2 separate regions of the Mus musculus genome follow, and region 1 is linked to region 2. The links are chromatin contacts, called in public HiChIP or PLAC-seq maps. All regions are on one chromosome and are shown on one strand. Each heading gives the region's core, a stretch centred on a gene start, on an enhancer-like site or on the middle of the called end of the contact. The rest is flanking DNA. Distances are from core to core; before and after follow the strand shown.

Region 1 (2,700 bases), core at 180-2,679, 670 kb before region 2:
ACAGGCTAGGAGGTCCATCTCTGTGTCACCCTGAGGCAGGAAGTGGCTGCGCATCTGTTACTGTCAGGAAGAACCAGGCCTGTCCCCAGAGATGCCAGGGGGCAGGTCTTTGTTCTCAAAGCTGGATAAGGCAGGGGAGACATCTTTTGTTTTTATTTCATGGTAGTACAGTTACACCCTCTAAACTGTTCTTTCAAAGGTCCTGTGGAGGACAGAGACAAAGGCTGTACACTCTGAAAGGGCCTTCTGCTTAGAAACAGGGGGCTGCATGGAGGGAGGCAGGCAGGGTACCTACCAGGCGATCAGGTTTGCCTGGGGGTGGATGTCCAGGGCTGTCAGCCCCTTCACAATCTGCATTACATTCACAGACTCGGGCATCCGAGGGTCGAAGAAGCGCACATCTCCATTGACACTGTGAGAAAGGACCAGGGTGATGCTTGCTGGTGGCAACCTTAGGGATACTATCTGGAGCCCTGAGGGGGAGGAACCTGGCTCTGAAGGATGGCATAACTGGCCATGAGAAGTTTCAATGCCCACTTGCACATGCTGGTAAGGCCAAAGCCATGTAGACTCCCAGGACCCCTCCAAGTCAGGTGGAGCACAGATCCCCACGTCGAACCACCCCACTGGTCTTGGCAGCCAGGGTTCCCATCAAGCTGCCCCTCTCAAGCCAGAAAAGGCTAGGATTGACTAAAGGGAGATAGCATGCTCACACAAAGGGGGACACAGCAGGGTCAGAGAAGAGATTACAAGAAAGGCCAGGAACAGAGTTGTCAGAGGCAGAAGATGGCTGAGGGATCCCTCGCCTGTGCTTATAGCCTTCTGCTTCAATGTCCACTCCAAGAATTATGCTTTGCTTTATGCCACAGACAAGGGGGGAAGGAAATCTCTCTGAAGAAGTGGTGGCTTTGTGACAGTGAATTATGCTTTGCTGTCTCTTTAACAGCAGATAAAGATCCACTGCTCTCAGCACAGTATTTACTGAGCAGTGGGCCCGAGTTTACGTGCACAGGCTGGCTGGCACTGAGGTGACTTGCTAGGGAGGTGCCACCCACCTGGTGCATTCTGCTTTGCTGCTCCTGTGAGGGACACGCCTATCTGTGCATCTCCTCCTTCAGCCCAGCCTACCTGCCACCTCCACCCCGACTCTTGCTCTGCCCTCTGACCTTTCAGGCCAGTCACGGAGTTACTGTCAGTTACTGCCCTGAAATGCCAACAGTCCCTAGCTATTTAAACACCAAGAACATATTTAAATGGAGGGAGAATAATGTTTTCACAGCAAATGTCTCATGCATATTTTGCTCCTTACCTCACACTCACGATGTGGCCCTCAGGGTGCTTCTGCAGGTAGGCCTTTACCACCCACGCTGTGTGCTCTCGGTAAGTCATGACCCGGCTAAGGAGGAAGGTGTGGTCAGGACTGGCCCAGCCCAGTTCCTCTCCCCAACTGCTCTGCAGGAGGGAACTGCAGGTAGGGCTAGGAGGAGTGGGCTGAACTGGAGCTGGCAGCCCTGCCCTTGGGCGGAGCCTCAAGAGGACACCCAGAAGGAGGAGGGGCTAGCGAGGCTGTCCTAGGCCACCCCCTCATTTCTCTCTCCTCTGTTTACCCAGTTAGGGTCTTGAAGCCTGGGTGCCATTTTGAGATGAGGAAGACCTGGTCCTGCCTTAGTCAGCAGTTTAGTGAGGTCACTGTTTCTGTCTGTGGGGTCAACTTGAAGCAGCCAGACAGTGAAAGGTGAAGGTTGACCCCACTGAGCCTTCTCTCTAGCCCTGGGTGCCATCTTCTTGTCTGGTATCAGAGGTCCACTGTGCACTGCCGAAGACACTTCATGCTCACTGAGCAATCTGGACTTATTACTGGCAGTGGGGTGGCCTCTGCCATCTGGAAGGAGCTTGAATAGTGCTAAGGAGAGGGGAGATGTGACAGTTACCATTCACTGAGTGCCATCCTCCTGTCGTAGACACGGATCGAGCCATCACCCAGGCCAGCCACAATGAGCGAACGGTGCGAATCACAAGACAGACTTGTCACACAGCTGTCAGCACCCGTGGGGATGTCCTAAGCCCAAAGAGAGAGCAGTGAGGAGCCTCGAGCTGGCTGCAGGGTGTTCTGTGGAGATATCCTCTTCTCTCTCAGGCTGAGAAACTGGTCTCCACCTGCAAGGCTCTCACAGGCCAGAGGAACTGGGCCAAGGGTAGTGCAGGGTTCACAGGGCGTCAATCATGCCCTGATCTGCGATCTGCGTGAGAGTCTGCCCTGAGCCTGGCCTACCAGGCAGGTGGAGCAGAGCCTGTGAGCCTGGGCCTGGGCACAGCCTGGAAGGCAACTGTGGGGATGCCTGGTGCTCAGTGCCAATTAATCTTCCCAGCAATCTCTCCCTTTCCTGAAAAGAAAGGCGAAGCACATTTTGGCAGGGAGGGAGCCTCGTTAGCTCTCTCCTCAAGCCCCTAATTAGCCAGGGAAGAGCTGAGGGAAGGCTTCTCTGCTCCCCACGGTGGCCATAAATACTGCAGAAGGGCAGGGGGTGATGAATGGCAGCAAGAAGGAATGGGAGCTGGAAATGGGCCTCAGAGGGAAAAATGCCTTCTAATCAGATGGGGTGAGCCTGAGAGGAACCCGCGGGCTGGGGAGGGCTGTGAGTCGGGGAGGTTGTGACGGAGCCCCACTCCTGCCTTTGCAGCTGACGTGATGACACCCAA
Region 2 (2,724 bases), core at 190-2,689:
TTGGGCTATTCCCCCCTCTGCTTCCCAGCACCACTGGAGCAGGCATTTTGTGCACCTGCCTTTGCTCAGAATCTTTGCATTTCAAGTCTTCCCCAAGTTGGAGCTCATTCTATACCTGTGGCTTCACAGTTAGCCTTCTCGTGGGATATACTCTGGATGTGTTTCCATGGGTGTCCATAAGGACTTTAACTATATGAAACAACCCAGAAAAGTCTGAGCAAATAGAACTGTTTAAACTTGCTTTTGTTTTGCACAAAACCTAAAACAGTGCCGGCAACAGCATTTTGGGGTTCACTCAGTGATGGGGATCAGTCTATCCCTCAAGACCATGATGGGGGTGAGGGGAATCCATCTTGCAGGGGGAGGTATGGGCCTAGCCCAATCCCAACGGAGCTACTGCTCCTCCTTTCTTCCCACTCTTGTAATACTGAACGGCGTCCCATCCATCCAAGTCCTGCTTTGCAGCGGGTTTATCAAGCATGATGGTTGCCATGGTTACCGCGGGGCGTTAAAGTCTGTAGTCCAGGAGAAGCAGGGGCTAGGAGTAAGGAATGATGGGGGGTGGGGGGCGCTTGAAAAGGACAAAGAACAGAAGGTGCAAGAGATAGGGGACATGGGGGAGCGTGGGTTGGGTAGTGTAGGACAGGTCCAGAAAGTGGAGAAGAGCGGGAAGGGGCACAGAAGTGAAGGAGAAGGCGGTCCGGGTGGGGGTACCTGCGTGCAGAAATTTAGTGAAAACATCTGGTGGGTTTATTATCCCTCCTGCGGGGCTTACCCGTCAGCCTGGTCCTCCGGCTCCGCCATCTCTCGTTGCTAGGCTACGCCATCAACATCCGGCGAAGTCTGGACCGCGTGCTCCAAGACCGCAGGAGGCGGGGTCTGGCAGCGTCCATCGATTCACACAGAAACACTAAGCAAACACATTAAAGAACAAATGTGTTTTGCCTGTCCGTCGCCATGTGTCCCAGACTTTCCCGGCTGGACTTAGTTCCCGTAGAGTGACCCTGATGATGTTCAGGGACTCAAAGAAAGTGGCAGGCAGGTTGGGGATGCTGGGTCCGGGAAACGCGCCTAGCTCTGGCTCTTCCACTTCCAGCTTTGGGTTACTCAAGAACCAGTACCTTTTGGGGAGCATCATTCCTTCGTAACCCTAAGTTTGAGAAATAGAAATGCAAGGGGTGAGCGCATACATGGGTACAGGGAGGCCCTGCCTTTCGGATCGAGGGCACAGGGCTCCCATCCAGGGCAGGGTCCGGGGTACTAGGCGCGTGGCGAGATCCTGCAGAGTCAGCAGAAAGCCCCGAGCAGGGGTCGACGGATGCGCAGGACCCTGAGGTTGGAGTTAGTGCCTGGCGTTCCGGGCTGAGCGGGGCTGGGCCCCGGGGCGGAGCGAGGCGGAGCGGGGGCGGAGCGGAGGCGGAGCGGGGACGGCCTCTCCATATTCCCTCCCCGCCGCGCCTCGCTTTCGGCGGCGGTGGCAGTGGCGGCGGCGGTGGTGGCTCCTGGAGCCGGCGCGTGTCCAGCCCTCGCGGCGGGACCCGGGTGGGTATCAGGGTTCTTCTGGGATCGCGGGCCGGGGATTTTGGGGTCCACTCGGGACGACGTGGCGGTTCCTGGGTACCCTGGAATCTGCACGCACCGGACCCGGGCCTGCTGCGCGGGGGTCCGGGAGTGGCTGGGGGACCGGCTCTGGGCTCTGGGCGGGGGCGATGCGGAGGAACCCGGATCTTGCTGGGGACGCCCTGGGAACTCCACCCTCGAGTGAGACTCTCTGCTTTGGGAGTGGGCCCACTCGAGGAGACTCGGTCCTCGCCTGTCTGGAGCTGTGGGCCGGGGCACTTGCGGTCTTTGTCTTGCTGGCTGGTCTGAGCATGCGAAGAACTTATGGGGTTCCTGCACTGTCAGACAGAGCCCCCAAGGTGTGCCATGCCCTCCTGGGGCGTGTGCGGTCTTAGCGTTGGGGCACTAGGGGGAAATGGTCAGGGCTATTTAAGAGGCCCCATGTCAGGATCCTCGCTTCTTTTTTAGCCTGCGCGCCTCTCTCTCTCTCTCTCTTTCCTCAAAAGAAAGAAAGAAAAAAAGGGATAGTATAAAAAGAAAAAAGGGCAATTTAAGATTGCTAAAAATAACCCACGGAACCCTGCCAGAACGCGCGGTGAGAAAAGCCTGTTCCTCCGAAGTCGGTGTCACATGTTGGCCACAATCTAGTCCAGGTTCCGTTCAGAAATAGGGGAATAGAAAAGCGTCTCTTGACTCTGTTAAAGTTTGTTCCATGGACTCTGTCAACTTCCTTTATCAGGAAAGAGAGAGAGAGGGGAAGTGTCCTGTCACCAAGCATACTGGTCAGAACATGGGTGCAAAGAGCCGGGGACTAGGGGCTCCACTCTAAATCTTAATAACTGATCAAAGAATTTAAAAGAAACTATGTATGTAGCTCTTGGAAGAAATATTGACATTAACCTTGATAGCGAATATTGAACTTAGTGGTGCGGTGACTTTGGGCACAGGGGCCGGCTAAGATTCACCCATTGGGAATTTACCAGAGTTGGTTCTTAGCTGGTTGCTGGGGATGGATCTCTTAGCTGAGCAGTACTTATGGGTTTTTTCTCTGTTTGTTTGTTTTGTCCCCCCCCCCCCCCCATAGCTTTCTGGTGAGTGGAATGTCTTGAGTATAGCTAGGAAGTTCTTCTTGGGAACTGTTGACTCTCCTGGCAATCACGGTGT

What was found. HiChIP or PLAC-seq counts read pairs in DNA pulled down with a chosen protein or histone mark.
Region 1: a contact with region 2 is called in an H3K4me3 HiChIP or PLAC-seq map of bone marrow-derived macrophages, with 4 times the contacts expected there. The contact joins the enhancer-like site here to the promoter of Tbc1d16 in region 2. A contact is called at or near these places in 3 of 39 promoter capture datasets (cranial neural crest, hippocampal neurons and liver), 1 of 15 datasets of contacts at CTCF or cohesin (embryonic stem cells), 1 of 484 Hi-C or Micro-C datasets (embryonic stem cells), 5 of 115 datasets of contacts at active chromatin or transcription factors (bone marrow-derived macrophages, embryonic stem cells, large pre-B cells and 2 more) and 1 of 9 other capture datasets (embryonic stem cells).

What each region holds. Positions count from the first base shown.
Region 1 is chr11:119,893,615-119,896,314 of GRCm38.p6, reverse strand. Rptor (regulatory associated protein of MTOR, complex 1) reads right to left here. Exons shown (of 34, transcript NM_028898.3): 30 at 1,932-2,059; 31 at 1,310-1,396; 32 at 296-412. Among named protein-coding and RNA genes, the nearest start is that of Chmp6, 19 kb to the left of the region's middle. Within about 2 kb of position 1,429, at least 51 of the 459 cell types and tissues checked have an H3K27ac peak or open chromatin away from gene starts, as enhancers often do. A contact at or near this core is called in embryonic stem cells, where this site is marked.
Region 2 is chr11:119,227,214-119,229,937 of GRCm38.p6, reverse strand. Tbc1d16 (TBC1 domain family, member 16) reads left to right here and starts at 1,439. Exons shown (of 12, transcript NM_172443.3): 1 at 1,439-1,542. It overlaps Ccdc40 (coiled-coil domain containing 40), which reads right to left and starts at 1,366. Exons shown (of 21, transcript NM_001364767.1): 1 at 1,191-1,366; 2 at 776-910. The coding sequence starts at 804.